Linked DNA regions of Sus scrofa: regions 1 and 2 are each linked to region 3. The links are chromatin contacts, called in public Hi-C and HiChIP or PLAC-seq maps. All regions are on one chromosome and are shown on one strand. Each heading gives the region's core, a stretch centred on a gene start, on an enhancer-like site or on the middle of the called end of the contact. The rest is flanking DNA. Distances are from core to core; before and after follow the strand shown. Region 1 holds the start of WDYHV1 (protein N-terminal glutamine amidohydrolase). Region 2 holds the start of FAM83A (protein FAM83A). Region 3 holds the start of ZHX1 (zinc fingers and homeoboxes protein 1).

Region 1 (2,913 bases), core at 162-2,661, 100 kb after region 3:
AGGTCTTGAAGATGCCTGGGGGGAATGAAAGAGTAGAATGAAGGGCTGTGGAGTGTGTGACCCTGGGCTCCCACAGACGAAAGGCTTCCTGGAGGACAAGGGGCAGGTGGTTGCCTGCAAGCTGCACAGGAGTCTGGTTTCTCTGCCAAGAGGGCTGCGTGAAAGTTATTGCCAGGCTAAAACTTCAAGGTGATAGAAGGACCGAGTTTGGGTCTGTGGCTGGGCAGATCCTACTGGGTATTATTCTCATGACCACCCTCCTACTTCTAGTCCACATTTCTGGTCTGCTCTCAGGAACTGCAGAAAGCATTTTCCTTCAGTGTAGGTAACTGAGAAGATTTCATGTTGTGCCCACTTTGAAGGAGAAGTGCTTAAAATAATTCCGTTATTTATCATGGGGCCAATGCTAAAGTGTGTATTTGGATCTGAGAGGCGATACAATGATAACTGACACAATGACTTATTTTCAAAATCTTTAGGACTTTTGAATTGGTAAGACTGGGAGAATCTATGTATGGCCTATAAACCAACCTAACAATTTCAGATTTTATAACGGGTAATAAATATCTTGATCAGCCATTTATGTCCCTTGCAAATATAAACATTCAGAAAGATATAAATCTAAAGTGAAAATCCTACCATTCATTCACCAGAGATAATCACTTTTTAACAGTTCGGTGTCTTTCCTTCCAGACTGCCAGCAAATAAACAAATATATATGATTAATACCAAAAGAATATCATGAAGGGTCTCAAATTTTTTTCTTACTTAATATGTGAAAAAATAAATATACATTTCTTAGCCAATACATAATTTCACCTAATTAAAAAAGTTACAATATGCTGAGAGTTGGGAGTATTATCCCGAACACCATCCTCCATGCGGTCATATTTGGAATTAACCTCCTTCTACCAACCTCTTTCCCCCTACCCCGGGTTCTCTCCAACTCCAGGCTCAAAGTGCTAAATCTTTGTTTTTCACATGCAAGGTCCTCTAATTTCACTTGCATACGTGGAGTCTTCCGAGTCTCAACTTCCACAGCTGGCGATGGGTTGGAGTCTGTCTCACGCTCCGCCGAGAAAATCACAGAGCACCGATTACCGAATCCAAGCCCTCCCAGGACTCCTCCCTCAAGCCACGTGCCAGAGACCTCTCCTCTCCCGGCCGGGACTGGCACGCCCAGTTAACAAACCCTCCCTCGTGCCTGGCCCCGCCCCCTGCCAGGACCACGTGCCGCACCGCCCAACTTCTGGCCCCACCCACCTAGCGGACTCCGCCCACCAGGAACCACGCGGTCTTCCTCGCCCCGGGCTCCGCCCACTGTGAACTCACGCTGCTCGCACCACCCCGGATCCATTCTTGGCTCCACCCTCTTGGCAGAAAGCGCCGCGCGCCTCGAGCTCCGCCCACCTCGACCGGGCCTTCTCACGCCAAGTCCTTGCGCCTCTCCCCGCCCAGAATCCGCCCACCAGAACTTGCTCCACCAAAGCAGAGCTGCCCGCGTCCTCCCACTAAACCCCCCCTACCTTGGCTCCACCCCCCCGCAATCCAGAACGCGCATCTCAAGCTGGGTGCGTTGGAATCCTGCGCCACACGCTGGCCCAGGCTCCGCCTACCGTGCCCTAGGCCCCACCACCCGGGAACACCACGGGCGGTCGATCTCAGGCTCCGCCCACTCCGCCACGAGAACCCGCGCTGCTTGTTGAGCATCGGGCCCTCCCCCGAAGCCCGCCGCCGGGGCTTGTCTCGTCCGTCGGCCTTAGGCCCGTGCCCAGGCCCGCCATGGAGGGGGATGTCCCCGTCGCCGCAGCAGCCCACTACCAGCCGGCCAGCCCCCCGCGGGACGCCTGCGTCTACAACAGCTGCTACTGGTGAGGCGGCGCAGGGGCCAGCCCCCGGCATCTCCCCTGCCCACCCGGCCTGGCGTTGCAGCTGGGCCCCGCCTCTTCCCGGCCCCTCTGGGCCGGGACTGGCGGGTTTTCTGGTTTGAGGGGAGGAGAGAGAGGGAATGGCAGCCCTTGTCCCTTGAGTTGAGCTTGGGTATTTGGGTTGCGGGAGGGTGTGGTGTGTGCGTGGGGGGGGGGGGGCGGAATTCGCCAGGAATGGCAGGGTCGGTAAGTGCACTGCTTCAGCCTGGCGTTTTTCGCTTGGATTTTTCTCAGCGGACCTCAGCGTTTGGGGGGTCCAAGAAGGGGAGGTGGAGATGGAGGCGGAGTGCAGAGGGTCTTTGAATATTATTCTGCTGATAATGAAGGTCATTTTAATTTTGGAAGAGAATGGGGGTGCAAAGTTTTTGCAGTAACATTCCCAAGGTCACCCAGCTAATAGCAGCCAGGAATCCATTTCAGGCCCTGTTATACCAGATACCAAAATCTTAACCACCTAGTACTCATTGTAATAACGGTTAAATTTATACATAACACTTCACATGTGCTAGTCATTGTTCTGAGGCGGTTGCGTAAATGAATTCGTTTGAAACCCACAATTACACTAGGAGGTAGGTACTCTTATCCCCATTTTATTTTATTATTATTATTATTTTTTTTTTTTGCCATTTCTTGGGCTGCTCCCACCGGCATGTGGAGGTTCCCAGGTTAGGGGTCTAATCAGAGCTGTAGCCACCGGCCTATGCCACAGCCGCAGCAAGGCGGGATCCGAGCTGCGTCTGCAACCTACACCACAGCTCACGGCAACGCCTGATCCTCAACCCACTGAGCAAGGCCAGGAATAGAACCTCATTCCTAGTTGGATTCCTTAACCACTGAGCCACGACCGGAACTCCTTTTATCTCCGTTTTAAAGGTGAGCACGTTGAAGCACAGAGGTGTGCAAGTCATTTGCCTAAGGCCACACTGCTTGGGAGCGAAGGAATGGCGAGTTAAATGCAGAGTTTGTTTCTGGAATACACACACTG
Region 2 (2,884 bases), core at 372-2,871, 85 kb before region 3:
CCTTGGTAGTCAGGTCACCTCTATGCTTTAATTTCCTTTATCCACGAGACAAATGGTCATCACCCTTCCTCAGAGGGCTGCTCGGAGGAGTGAAGGAGTTAACACATGCAGAGCATGTAAAGCAGCAGTTGGCAGTTAAGCCATGTTCCCAAAGTGGGAGCTGTGATTATATGGACAGAAACGTGAAGTTCGGGGAGGTCCTCTAAGGTGCCTACCCAAGGTCACCTGTTATCATAGGCACAGTCTGAACCCAGTTGTGCCTGATGCCAAAGGGAGCTTTTGGCCATTGCATCACTCAAGGAATTAAAGGCAGTGGGGCGATGAGACAGTGCCGCCCTCGCTAGTACAAGGCTGACGGAGGCACGTTCTAGAAGCACTGTGCAGGCTCAGAGGAGGAGCAATTCCAGCTGTTGGGAATTGTTAGGAAAGCATCCCTCCCGCAGATGGGCAGGAGGAGAGACCTGGAATGCTGAGGAGGATGTGACTAAATTGTGATGGTGGAAGCAAGGACGTAGCCGGGCGGACGGGCTGAACAAAGGCAGGGGACTGGACCTCCCATATGGGTGAGGGCCAGCCACCCACTAGGCCTGGGCACTATTGACATTTAGGGCCAGATAGTGTTTTTTTTTTTTTTTTTTAGGGTCACACCCGTGGCATATGGAGGTTCCCAGGCTAGGGACTGAATCGAAACTGTAGCTGAGACCTACACCACAGCCACAGTCAATGCCAGATCCTTAACCCACTGAGTGAGGTCAGGAATTGAACCTGCATCCTCACAGATACCAGTTGTGTTCATAACCCGCTGAGCCACAACAGAAACTCCCAGGACTGTGCCTTTTTTTTTTATTTTTATTTTTTTGTCTTTTTAGGACCGCACTCACAGCATATGGAGGTTCCCAGGCTAGGGGTCGAATCGGAGCTGTAGCCACTAGCCTACACCACAGCCACAGCAACACCAGATCCGAGCTGCGTCTGTGACCTACACCACAGCTCACGGCAACACCGGATCCTTAACCCACTGAGAGAGGCCAGGGGTCAAACCTGCGTCCTCATGGATGCTAGTCAGATTCGTTTCCACTGAGCCACATCAGGAACTCCCCAGACCATGATTTTAAAAACACTGTTCTACTCCCAGACTGAGCCTCTGGGGCCACAGCTTCCATGGCGCTACAGATGCTTCTAGCATTTTCCTCCCAAAAGAAGATACGGCACAGAGAGACATCTGCCTCTACCATGTACCAGATGTTTGAAGACCTGCCATCCTACTTTCCTGGCTTATTTTCAGGCCCCTGCTCGTATCTCAGTAGCCCTCACCCCTCCAACAGTCTCACACACAGTACGTGTAGCTGCGATGCTCTGCCTGAAGCCTTTCTTGGGCTCCAGGGCTGTGCTTGGTGAGCCCACAGGGCAGGCCGTCAGGGCTGGGGAGCTAGTGTGGCCCCCAGAGCAGCCCTCAACCAACCATCAATAGATTCTGGTAGACGGGTTAAGGATCCAGTGTTGTCACTGCAGTGGCTTGGGCCACTACCGTGGCGAAGTTTTGATCCCTGCCCCAGGAAATCCCACACACCTCAGGCGCAGCCAAAAAAAAAAAAAAAAAAAAAAAAGGAAGAAAAAGAAAATAGAGGCTAGTAGATAAATTCCAAAGCTTTCTCACCCTTTGGATTGGAAAATTTGAGATGTGTGTTCTATACCACCTCCTAGAGGTCCTGGGCAGGACCGAACCTCAGATATTCACAAAGCCAGATGTGAACGTGCAACGACAGTGACCTGCTCCTTACCAGGCCCTGCAGCGGCACCCTGCCCTTCCTCCTTCACGTCTCTGCTCCCCTGTAAGTGCTTCTTGGGATCACTTCCCAGTTAGCTACTCGTACGCAAATCCCCGTCTCAGAGTTTGCTTCTGGAAGAACCCAAAGGCAGCTGGGACTCTAGACCATGCATTCCATGGACACAGCATTGACCATGCCCTGGTCTGGAAAGAAAACACGGCTTCTCCATTCGAGGTTCATCTGCCTCAAACATGCCTGTGGCCACCTGCCCCTCCAACACCAAGACAGACCCATCTCATCGGTCCAGGGCCCCTGGCACAACCGCAGATTCTTCTCAAGACCATATTCAAGCAGCTGCTTCCAGCGGGTGAGCACAGCCCCAGAAATGGAACCTCTCTGGGGGCTCTGTTCCAGTGCAATTGTGGCAAACACAACAGGAGAGAGAGATGGGAGAGAGGACCTTTCCAGAGAATGGGGAAGGCCGGGAGCTTGGGGAGTTACCAAGAGAAAGGAGGAGTGCCTGGTGAACAGTTCTGCCTGGCGGCCATCCAGCTTCCCTTGTCAAAGGAGACAGGATGAAGGCAGATCTCAGGGGCCCCGAAAGGGACATACTTGTCTTTGAACCAATCAGCATCCCAACCGAGGAGCCCTGGAGGGGACCCAAGGCATGGGGGTGATGGTGCTGGGAGAGCCAGGCTGCTTTGTAAATAGGCCCCAGGGTCCTGGGAGAATTGCACAACAAGCTGGAAAGCCGCCCAGGTGAGCTGGGAGGAGAGGAAGTCTCCCAGGCTGAGTGTGCTCAGGCGTGACTGAGCCAGCCCTCCTGGCCCGCGGGCAGGGTGGGTGTCCCCCAAGATAAGCCAACCCCTGGCTGTGGATGGTGATCCTATGAAGCACTGCTCAGGACAGCGGTAAATCACTTCCTTGGAGCTGGTCCTCTTGAATGCTGGCCACACACCAGTGCTGGGAGCGGGTGCTTTCTAGAAGTGCCGGGAGTCCTGTTCCTCCTGGGTGGCGTGGCCTGCTTGCCCTTGACATCAGGAAGAGCTCAGGTGACGGCCACTTCCCCGCAACTCAGGGAGAGGCAGCATGAGCCGGGCAAGGCACGTGGGCAA
Region 3 (2,948 bases), core at 13-2,512:
GGAAAGATCTGGAAACCGTTCCCTTTAGGCCCTAAGGCTTGGAGCGGTCCCCAGTCAGCCTCCTCATCTTCCTCCTTAAAGGGACAGATAATATTTACATTTTCTTGAATCAACTTCTCCCAAAGTTCCAGGGCTTCTTCAAAACCTTATATAGTTCTTAAGGTCTCAACTCTGAGACTCGCCCCGAAATGGGTGCCCAGCCTCTCCTGAAGTGGAGGTACAGCCTTTCCCAGACGGGTTTCTCCGAGCTCCAACCGCAATGCCAGTGCGCTCAGCTCCAGCAAGAGATGACTCCCCAGACTCTCAGGGAGACCGAGTCCCCACGAGGCCACACGCCCCCGCAGGGCAGGGCCCGGCTCCCGATCTCCTCCCCAGGGACCCTCGACATTGCTGGTGCGCTCCGTCCCTGCGGCCCCCGCCCCCCCCCTTCTAAGGGAGACCCGGTCCTCACTCCCTTCAATAATCTCAAGTTGCTCGGTCCTCTCGTAGCCGCGGGGGAGGAGAGGGGTGCTGAGATTTCCCCGTACAAGCCCACCCTCAGCCCCTTCCGCGGCCGCAGAGACCCGAGAACGCAAAAGAGGCTCAGGGTCTGTCCCCCGTCGGCGATCCGGCCCAGGCAGGCCAGGTCCCTCCCCCTCGGAAGCCCCGAGCCGGTCAGCCTGGCCACTCGCGGCGCGGAGCGCGCTCAGCCCCCCGGGGTCTCTGCCCTCGGGCCGCCCTCGTCCAACCAGCCCGCGCGCCGCGCGCCTTCCCGGCCCGCCGCACTGGCCGCGGGCTCTGCGCCGCGGGTTCCTACCCGCAGCCCCGGATGCCCGGGGCCGCTCGTCGCGAAGCCCGCTCGCACCGCTACCTGCAGGGGCCGCCGCGCCTCTCAGCGCCCCGCCGCCGCCATCTTGCATTTCAAACCGGCTGCACTTTTCAAGGAGTCAACTCTGACCTGTGAACCCTACACCCGGAACCGCTCGGCGGTCCGGCTCACGGCTTCAGCAGATCCGCAGACTCGGTGGAACGTAAAGTCTGGGGTGGGGGTGCTAGGCCAGGCGCGCGCCCCAGCGGCCGACCCGGGGCGAGAGCGGGGGAGGGGAAGAGCCGGCCGAGGCGGGGCCCTCCCGCGCGCGCGCGCCCTCCGCGCGCCCCCACCCCGCTCTGCGCCACGCTTTCCACTCGCAGACCCTGCTTCTCCCCTGGGGTTCGACCCTGGCCTCCACCCCCGGATTGGCGCAGGGCGAGAGGTAGGGGGCCGCCCCGCCCCTCTGTCAACAGAAGCCCCGCCTTTTCCAAGTCTCGAAGCGGCCACGCCCCTTGCTGGTGTTAGCTCCGCCCGCTATCGGTAGAAGCCTTTTCTTCACTCAGGTCAATCCAGAAGGCAGCCCCGCCTTCTGTCAGTTGTGGCCCCGCCCCCGGGCGCTCCTTCTTCCTAAAGTCACCGCTGGATCCTGAGAAACGCCCCTTGTCATAAGTCCCATTTGGTGGCAGTACTGTCCAAGCCCGCCCCTTTCGTCGGGAGCCCCTCCTACTGTCAATAGAAGTCGGGTCTTTCTGAAACCCTTCGGGATTCTAGCCCGAAGCTCCACCCCCTGTCAGCTGCTGCCCTGCCACCTCTTGCCTCCAACTCCAACATCAAAAGCCGTCCCTCCACCCGCTGATACCAAAAGTTCGATCCAACCTCACTTTGAACCGCGGGGCAAGACGGAGCCACCCTTTGCTCCCCGAAAGCCCTCCCTCTCCCCCTCACGAGTCACTCTTGTGGGGGGCTTTCTTTTCAAGCCGTGGTCGTCAAATACTGAACAGCTTCAATGCGAACCAGCCCTGCAAAGGAGGCCGGCTAAGGACCCAGGCTTTGGGAAAAACTACCCTCCCCATTTCTCTTCGTCCCTTCTCCCCTCCCCACATCATTTTTTACAAGGAAAAAAGTACAGACCAAAGCAAAGGGAAACAAATCACCTTCCAGGCTACTCTTCACAGAATCTCCGGCCAGGACCTGTGGGAACTTTCCGGCGCCTTGATGTTCGTTCCCCGCCCCCACCCCGGGCATGGACCCTCTGCGCTTTAACAGCAGCGCTCCACTGAGCCACATTAATCCTAAAACATGCAGTTGCTTAAAGTGAAAGCCTGATGGTTGAAATCAGTGCACATCGGCTTCTTTTATTTGTTTGTTTTATCTTAGAATACTAGAACTTGTGGAAGCAGAAGCAAGCAAAGCTTAATCTTGCAAACATAGGTGCTCAGTCCTGCCATGCTCAACACTCTGTGTATACAACAAAACTTTAACACCACTTTAACTCTCCTGGAATTAAATTCATTGATAATGTAAACTATCTACAAGAAACTACTGTAATGTTCTGATAACATAAAGGTGAAATAAGTGAAAGTAACTTATTCTAAAATATTAAACTAATATCAAAAATACTAATAAAATACATTTTCCACTATGGAAAAACTCTGGCACCAATATAATTACAGTCCAAAACAGCCCCAACAAAATTTCAGCACGCCCCCTAGGGGGCAGTACTGTGCCCACTGAAAACTGCCTAAGATTTATCTCTGAGGAAAGGAAAAGCTTCTGATACAGAAATTCACTTTTTTTGTTCATGCCTTTAACGACTAGGTTTTTGAGCATAAGTGAATTCCAGGTACTGTGGAAGATTCAAAGCTGAGTCAGGCAATATTTCTGTCTTCAAGGAGATTACAGTCTAGTAACCAAGCAAAAAAACATGAGCATGAAAACATCAAGCCGGGGAGTTTCCACTGTGGCTCAAAGGATTACCAACCCGGCTAGTATCCATGAGGATGTGGGGTCGATCCTGGCCTCGTCTCAGTGAGTTAAGGATTCAACGTTGCTATGAGCTGTGGTGTAGGTCGCAGATGCATTCCTATCCCAAGTTGTTGTGGCTGTGGGTAGACCAGCAGCTGTAGCTCTAATGGGACCCCTAGCCTGGGAATTTCAT

Evidence for each region. A called contact is a pair of places that touch in the nucleus more often than the background predicts. HiChIP or PLAC-seq counts read pairs in DNA pulled down with a chosen protein or histone mark.
Region 1: a Hi-C map of liver shows a contact between it and region 3, with 4 times the contacts expected there. The contact joins the promoter of WDYHV1 here to the promoter of ZHX1 in region 3. A contact is called at or near these places in 1 of 5 promoter capture datasets (liver), 10 of 47 Hi-C or Micro-C datasets (heart right ventricle, liver, psoas muscle and 3 more) and 2 of 2 datasets of contacts at active chromatin or transcription factors (alveolar macrophages and skeletal muscle).
Region 2: an H3K27ac HiChIP or PLAC-seq map of skeletal muscle shows a contact between it and region 3. The contact joins the promoter of FAM83A here to the promoter of ZHX1 in region 3. A contact is called at or near these places in 2 of 47 Hi-C or Micro-C datasets (skeletal muscle and subcutaneous adipose tissue) and 1 of 2 datasets of contacts at active chromatin or transcription factors (skeletal muscle).

What each region holds. Positions count from the first base shown.
Region 1 is chr4:15,997,434-16,000,346 of Sscrofa11.1, reverse strand. It overlaps WDYHV1 (protein N-terminal glutamine amidohydrolase), which reads left to right and starts at 1,411. Exons shown (of 6, transcript XM_001928505.4): 1 at 1,411-1,871. The coding sequence starts at 1,783.
Region 2 is chr4:16,184,752-16,187,635 of Sscrofa11.1, reverse strand. It overlaps FAM83A (protein FAM83A), which reads left to right and starts at 1,621. Exons shown (of 4, transcript XM_001928753.4): 1 at 1,621-2,884. The coding sequence starts at 2,859. The region is part of intron 3 of LOC110260226 (a long non-coding RNA gene); the gene reads right to left.
Region 3 is chr4:16,099,094-16,102,041 of Sscrofa11.1, reverse strand. ZHX1 (zinc fingers and homeoboxes protein 1) reads right to left here and starts at 1,262. Exons shown (of 4, transcript XM_013996503.2): 1 at 851-1,262.